Linked DNA regions of Bombyx mori: region 2 is linked to region 1. Evidence: chromatin contacts called from public Hi-C data. All regions are on one chromosome and are shown on one strand. Each heading gives the region's core, a stretch centred on a gene start, on an enhancer-like site or on the middle of the called end of the contact. The rest is flanking DNA. Distances are from core to core; before and after follow the strand shown.

Evidence for each region. Hi-C and Micro-C count contacts between places; a contact is called where the count stands out from the background.
Region 2: a Hi-C map of whole pupa shows a contact between it and region 1, with 1.8 times the contacts expected there. The contact joins the enhancer-like site here to the promoter of LOC101743046 in region 1. A contact is called at or near these places in 2 of 7 Hi-C or Micro-C datasets (both in whole pupa).

Annotation. Positions count from the first base shown.
Region 1 is chr11:8,047,688-8,050,787 of ASM3026992v2, forward strand. LOC101743046 reads left to right here and starts at 1,770. Exons shown (of 12, transcript XM_012694982.4): 1 at 1,770-2,318.
Region 2 is chr11:8,094,076-8,097,495 of ASM3026992v2, forward strand. The region is part of intron 3 of LOC101743046; the gene reads left to right. Among protein-coding and RNA genes, the nearest start is that of LOC134199670, 18 kb to the right of the region's middle. Within about 2 kb of position 2,171, at least 4 of the 8 cell types and tissues checked have open chromatin away from gene starts, as enhancers often do.

The DNA of each region.
Region 1 (3,100 bases), core at 520-3,019:
TCACTCAGTGTGTCAAATATTAATTTGCACGGCCCACTTAGCCAGTACACTAAAGTAGGAATTGCGTAATTAAGTTCAACATAATATTTAAGTCGCGGTTGAGTATTCGGACGTTAAACAAGAGTTTGAGGAAGTTTAAGTAATAGCACTGAGGTAATGATGTTTGTAATAAAACTCAGTGCTAGATTTTCGACAACGCAGCAACTACCAAAAAAAACCGTCGAAAAAAGGCACCATGACGACGAAGCAATGTTTAGAATTGAATTTACATAAATAAAACGTTGCAAGCACGTGTTTTGTATTTACATAGGGTTACACAGAATTACTTAAGGTAAATTCAAAACTGATGCATGTGTATAATTTTATCCTATAAATAAATTTTATATGGTCACCACATTAGACAAGGACACCGCGACCAAAAAGTATTCTCTTTCGAGACCGATTTCTCGGCATCAGACAGCACTCCAGTTGTAGGTACTTATTAACTCCATGGTGGCCAGTTGGCCAGTGGCGGAGTAGGCGGAGGATCTGTCAGATATCAGTGTTGCAAGTATTATACTACAAACTTACTTTAGGTAATTACTGAAAGGAGTTGTAAGACTGGATTGATAAAATGAAAATGTATTGTGTATGTGATTTTCAAATACAAAGAACTGAAAACCAAGAACTCACCATAAACCTTGTGGTGCTTAACAATACCCTTAGGTCTCATAACTCACATATAAAAATCAAATTCAGATGTGATATTATGTGTACCTTGTCACTTATAACAAGAAAGAAGAACAATAGACTTGAAAACATATGGCAGCTTAAGTGGTTTACCACAAAAGTTAGATTACATTATGATTTAATTTTGAATGATTTTTCATTTTAATTCGCTTAAGAAAGAAGGTGGTTCTTTGTTCACCTTTTTCATTTTTATCGATTTTTTGGATTGTGGATCATATGTGGTCATTTGTGGATTGATGTTATATTTGTTTGAAAAAAATCTTCACACTTAAAGTTGATCTTCAATATTTTTTATTATTCATAAGCTCAGTCTTGCTTATACGTTCTGCGAGTAGTCATAGTATGAGAGAAGTAAACACATCAGTACGCGCAAATTTGGTGAAGTAGTATATTATTATCAGGCGGTATTGTACAACTTACTTATATTTATTTATATTACTTATATTTACTGTGGATATTTATTGTTCAAAAAATTTATAGCATTTAAAGAGCAATTTTAACATCACGCTTTCCTATAAATTGAATTATAATAAACTTTCAATCACAATGTGACTGCCATTAACCTAACTTAAGACATGAAATCGTTGCCTCAATTATATTGTTAGAAATATCCACGGAAATAGGAAGGATGTAGGTTAGTACCTATCCACAGGTTCATAGAGTATGCCACTAAAGAAGAGCTGGCCATCGCTGTAGGCTGGTATAGCATTCTAAGAACAGTACTGTTCCTTCTTCGGTGAGTCCCTAAGTCAGTGTTTACAACAATTACAGGAATAGATAGAGTGGTATTATTTTAAGCTGATACTACAGATCTATGGAACAGTCTCCTCTCGTTTTTTTATAATAATAGTTTAGCGCAAGAAAGAATTGGTGTTTCCACGCATTGATTTGTTTCATAAGACTACCGTTTCATTTTCTATTTCTGTGTTGTTAACAAACTGGCGCTCGTGAGAAGGAAAACTCTTCATGAATCCAGCAATTTATTCCGAAGCTCGGAAATTTTATAATAGTGCTTAGCATCACTGAACTGTCGCTGACATCTCTTTAGTCTGACAATTGCCTTTTTATTTCGCCGTTGGCTGGCAATAACAAAAAGATTTAGATTGTCTATCTTTTTAGTTGTCACTTGTCACTTTTTGTCAGTTTTCGACGGACTCGCGCAAAATTGGTTGTGCGTTCAAAATCTATGCTGATAATGAGTTATGTGGCTTAGAAAAACGTAAAATAGCTTCACACATTCATGTTTTAAATGTACTGCTTGCTACTGGTATCTCTTACCTTTTGAAATAGGTTTTTATATCTGTATACGCGTTAATTGAAATGGTGTTGTTGACGTATTTCGTAAGTTAGATTTCATTTGCGGTGTTATTTGAGTATGTGCGGTTAATACGGAATTATCAACTTAATTCAGATATCGTGTGATAAGTGTTTTTACAATTAAAAAAGTTGTCATTATTGATACGAGTCCCAAGTGAACAACGTGAATTTTGTGTGTGAAATAATTCGTTCGTGTATTGTGTTGTTGTGTTTTTTACTCTGTGAGAGCCATGCTGATTATCGGTTTGCACCATAACACTCAGGTCCACTCGGTAATGAATTATTTATCAAACAACCTTATTCTTGGCATAATGACATACCTTTGCCTGTTGGTTTTTCTTATCAACTTACAAAACTAACATTGATAAATGAAATTTAGATAACGTTGTGATGGGCTATAATAAAGTAATTACGAGTTGGTAGTTTTTTTTTTGCAATAAAACAATGAAATCTTTTTACTAAGTTAACTTTCAAAACTATGTCATGATGCACAAATGTACCAATTTGGTAAAATTGTAAAGAAACCAGTTAAATAAGTTTACCTAAGATTTATATCAGCAATAGGTCCAGTATAGATAATTGCAACTTAGAACTCATGTCTCAAAGTGGGTAATGGTGTTTATGTTTTTGATGTCTATGGGCTCCAGAGGCCACTTAATATCAAGTGAGCTGTGTGTTAGTCCACCTTTATAAGGTCCTAAAACTGACCATAAACAATTTGATCCATCTGAAATGAAAGAATGTAATTGAGATAAATAAGAGGTTAAATCATAAAAATAGTTTTAATCAGGTGGGTATAGCTCTGCCTTTGAAAGCAAATAATATCTACAAATTTCTGTTGGTTAATAGTTTTTGATACTACAGATATGGTAATTAGGACAGGTGTTTTTTTACATTCATTATTGTAAGAAATTGTCCTCCCAACTGTTTACATATTATCTGAGTAAAAGTGTAGCTTAAAAAACACATGAAGACAGTCAATTGAAAGTTTTCAATCACTTTGTTTCTGAAATTTAGTTTGATGTTAGTCAATAAGAACAAAGTACCAAGAGAA
Region 2 (3,420 bases), core at 921-3,420, 47 kb after region 1:
TGCGGTAATGCTGATGGTAGAAAGAAGCCGGCAATTTAATAAATAAAGCTTTGAGGGGCTTATGAAATTAAAATGATTCATTTACCTTACTGATCGAAGGCAAATTCATTCCTATAAAAAACTAGTTCGCGCCTAATGCGTTAATATGGGTCTTGTAAGTTAATGTTCTAGACAAACTACTACACGTTTGCTCAGCTCTTTAAATAGGTATTCATTACTGCTTCGTGACAGATATGAGTATGATGTCCGTGCCCAACCGTGCGGGTTCCCAACTAGCTTTACCACCAATAATTACGCAAAATTTCACAATTTGGTATGGTACTTTTACATTCGTCTGCCTGTGGGATTTCAACTCCTACATTCTATCTTGTACCTAATTTATTTCTGGAATAGTAGTAGTGGCGCGTATCATGAATTCCAAATTGAAGGCAAGTGTGGGATACACCAATGGAACTGAAACTGGCTGAGCGATGTCTGCGTTGTGGTATGCTATCGGTTCCCTTGATGACAGCAAATGAGATTAACAATAAAATTTAAGAAAATTCAAATCAAGCTACTGCTTCATTTTAAGCTAATATCTATCGTGGAATATTCCTAGACATTACGATAAATTAACAAATATACAAGTACGCATTACAAACGAGTCGGTATCGTGATTAGAACGTTTATTGGACGTGCGGGACTAACCGTTAACGCCATTAACACAGAATCTTTTACGAACGAGAGATAAAGGCGAAAACGTAAACAAGTTCGATATTCTCCGATTAGGTCGTCTGCAGACGATGCTTTTCTGTTTTAGAGGCTGCAAGAAACGCACTTTTAAAAAATACCAATGCTCTTGTTTTTGCAACTGATCTTTACTATATACGTATTTTTTATTGTTTAGATGGGAGGACGGGCTCATAGCCCACCTGGTGTTAAGTGGTTACTGAAGCCCATAAACATCTACAACGTAAATGCGCCACCCACCTTGAGATATAAGTTCTAAGGTCTCAAGTATAGTTACAACGGCAGCCCCACCCTTCAAACCGAAACGCATTACTGCTTCAGGGCACAAATAGGCAGGGTGGTGTTACCTACTCGTGCAGACTCACAAGAGGTCCTACCACCAGTAAAAACGTAAATGTTAACGTAACCTTAAATCTTAAATTTATTAACTCGGAAAAATCAGTTTTTTTTTCGCATTACTTAAGAAAAACATTTTTATTATTGCATACGCGGCTGAACGTGGGCATCTGTTGTGAAGAGGTCACCGGGCCCATTAGCTCACAATGTGAACTTCGCTTCTGACCTAAAAACGTCATGTTAAAGTCTCAATTGTATCGTACAACATCTGTGAATTACAACTTCGCACCAGAAAGAGGCAGTCTGATACTGGTGGTACGGTATTCAAATTTAAAATAATTAATAGAAGACTTAAAAAAAGAACAGACAGAACACGACTACAGTCAAAACCGTTTACTGCGACATTGTTTAATACAACATGCCGGTTATAATAACCAAGAACAAAGGTCCCGGCTGAATGCCATATGACCGCCTTATTAAAAATATTGCTTTCTACGACATTGGTAATAACGACATACCTCATAAAACGACCACATTTAACTAATATTTCGGAGAATTAGATCTGTTAGAACGACCGGCTAAGCTGTATTGTAAACAATTTGAATAGGTATCCACATTTGTCTTCAATGGCTTTTAAAATCAGGAAAGAAAACAATAGGATTTAGTTTAGTGTAGGGTCTTTTCTAATTCTTAGAAACAAAACACGTGCATGCGGTAGTCAAAGCCCGCTTCTTCATATCTCTTCAGTTAGTTTGTTACTTATCTATACACAAGACACACCAAAACTTTGTGGAGTTATTCGTGAAACTTTCAAAATGTCGCAAAGAAAAATAAAACAAATTAATATTGAAGAAAAATCGCGTATTATATAAATATATTTTTCCAATAATTCCCTATCGATTTGTTTGTACTTGCACGATACACATTAAACATCACCGGTTGTTACGACTATCGGTTTTTACGACTGAATATGAGCAGTCCCTTCGATGTCGTTATAACAGATTTTGACTGTATCTCAGTAAGAGAATATAACTCGCTTAGACATAAGCAACCATGCGATCGCCATATCTGTTCTATTTCAGTCTGCGTTAATTATCGAATGCATCGTCATGTGTATGACGCGCCTTTATAAATAGCAATCTGTTTTTACTCGCTATGAATAATGCATCGAACAAAGCAGTAAATTTAAAAAGTTAGACTGCGGTCAGTTACACAAGCCTGAGATGCAAACTGTAACAAAGATTTGGTGCTTTCTGTGTAGGCACTAATACCGTATCTAATGTCAGCATATTTTTAATAAAGTATACTATTATTGTGTAGAAATGGCCAAACTAAAAGATACCGCTATTCTTGCTTAGACGAGTGAACTAGTTCTCTTCCCATCTGATGTTTAGTGGTTATCGAGGCCCATAGACGTTACATCTCAGTTGTAAAGTAAATATTTACGCCATTTTTTCCTTGTACTTTTTTATTTATTTATTGCAGTGGGCGGACGAGCTCAGAGCCCACCTGGTGTTCAGTGGTTACCGGAGCCCATAGACATCTACAACGTAAATGTCGCCACCCACCTTGAGATAGTGATAATACTAAGGTCTCAGTATAGTTACAACGGTTGCCCTACCCTTAAAACCGAAACGCATTGCTGCTTCACGGCAGAAATAGACAAGGTGGTGGTACCTACCTGTGCGGACTCACAAGAGGTCCTACCACCAGTAATTACGCAATTTATAATTTTGCGGGTTTGATTTTTATTACACGATGTTGTTCCTTCACCGTGGAAATCAATCGTGAACATTTGTTAAGTATGTATTTCAATAGAAAAATTGGTGCCCGCCTGCGGGATTCGAACACTGTTGCATCGCTCGATACGAATACACCGGACGTCTTATCCTTCAAACCACGACGACTACTATTATTATTACATGGGGTTATTCCTTCATCGTGGAATTCACGAATGAACACACGTCTAGCACTTATTTCATTAGAAAAATTGGAATCGGCTTCGCTCGATACGTGTTGACCGGGTATCTTATCGAACAGGTCACGACTTCAAAAAACGAAGTCAGTTAGTTCTGCGTGCAAAGAAACGTAAGCGTAAAGTAAAGTGATTGTTCAAAGCCTTTGAAAATTTAAGATAGAAATGTTAAACGTAGATTAAACCATAAAAGTATAACAGTATTATCTGCGACTTGCAAAGTTCTATCTGTGGTTTTTGTTCAGCTTGATTGCCACACAACTTTAACGACGACTGTTTTAAACTTTATAGTGCTTATTAATCTGAATCGATTAATCAGCTGGATAGGCGTTTTACAATACAATTGAAAGTTCGAGCTCATGTCTCGAGGTGAGTGGCAT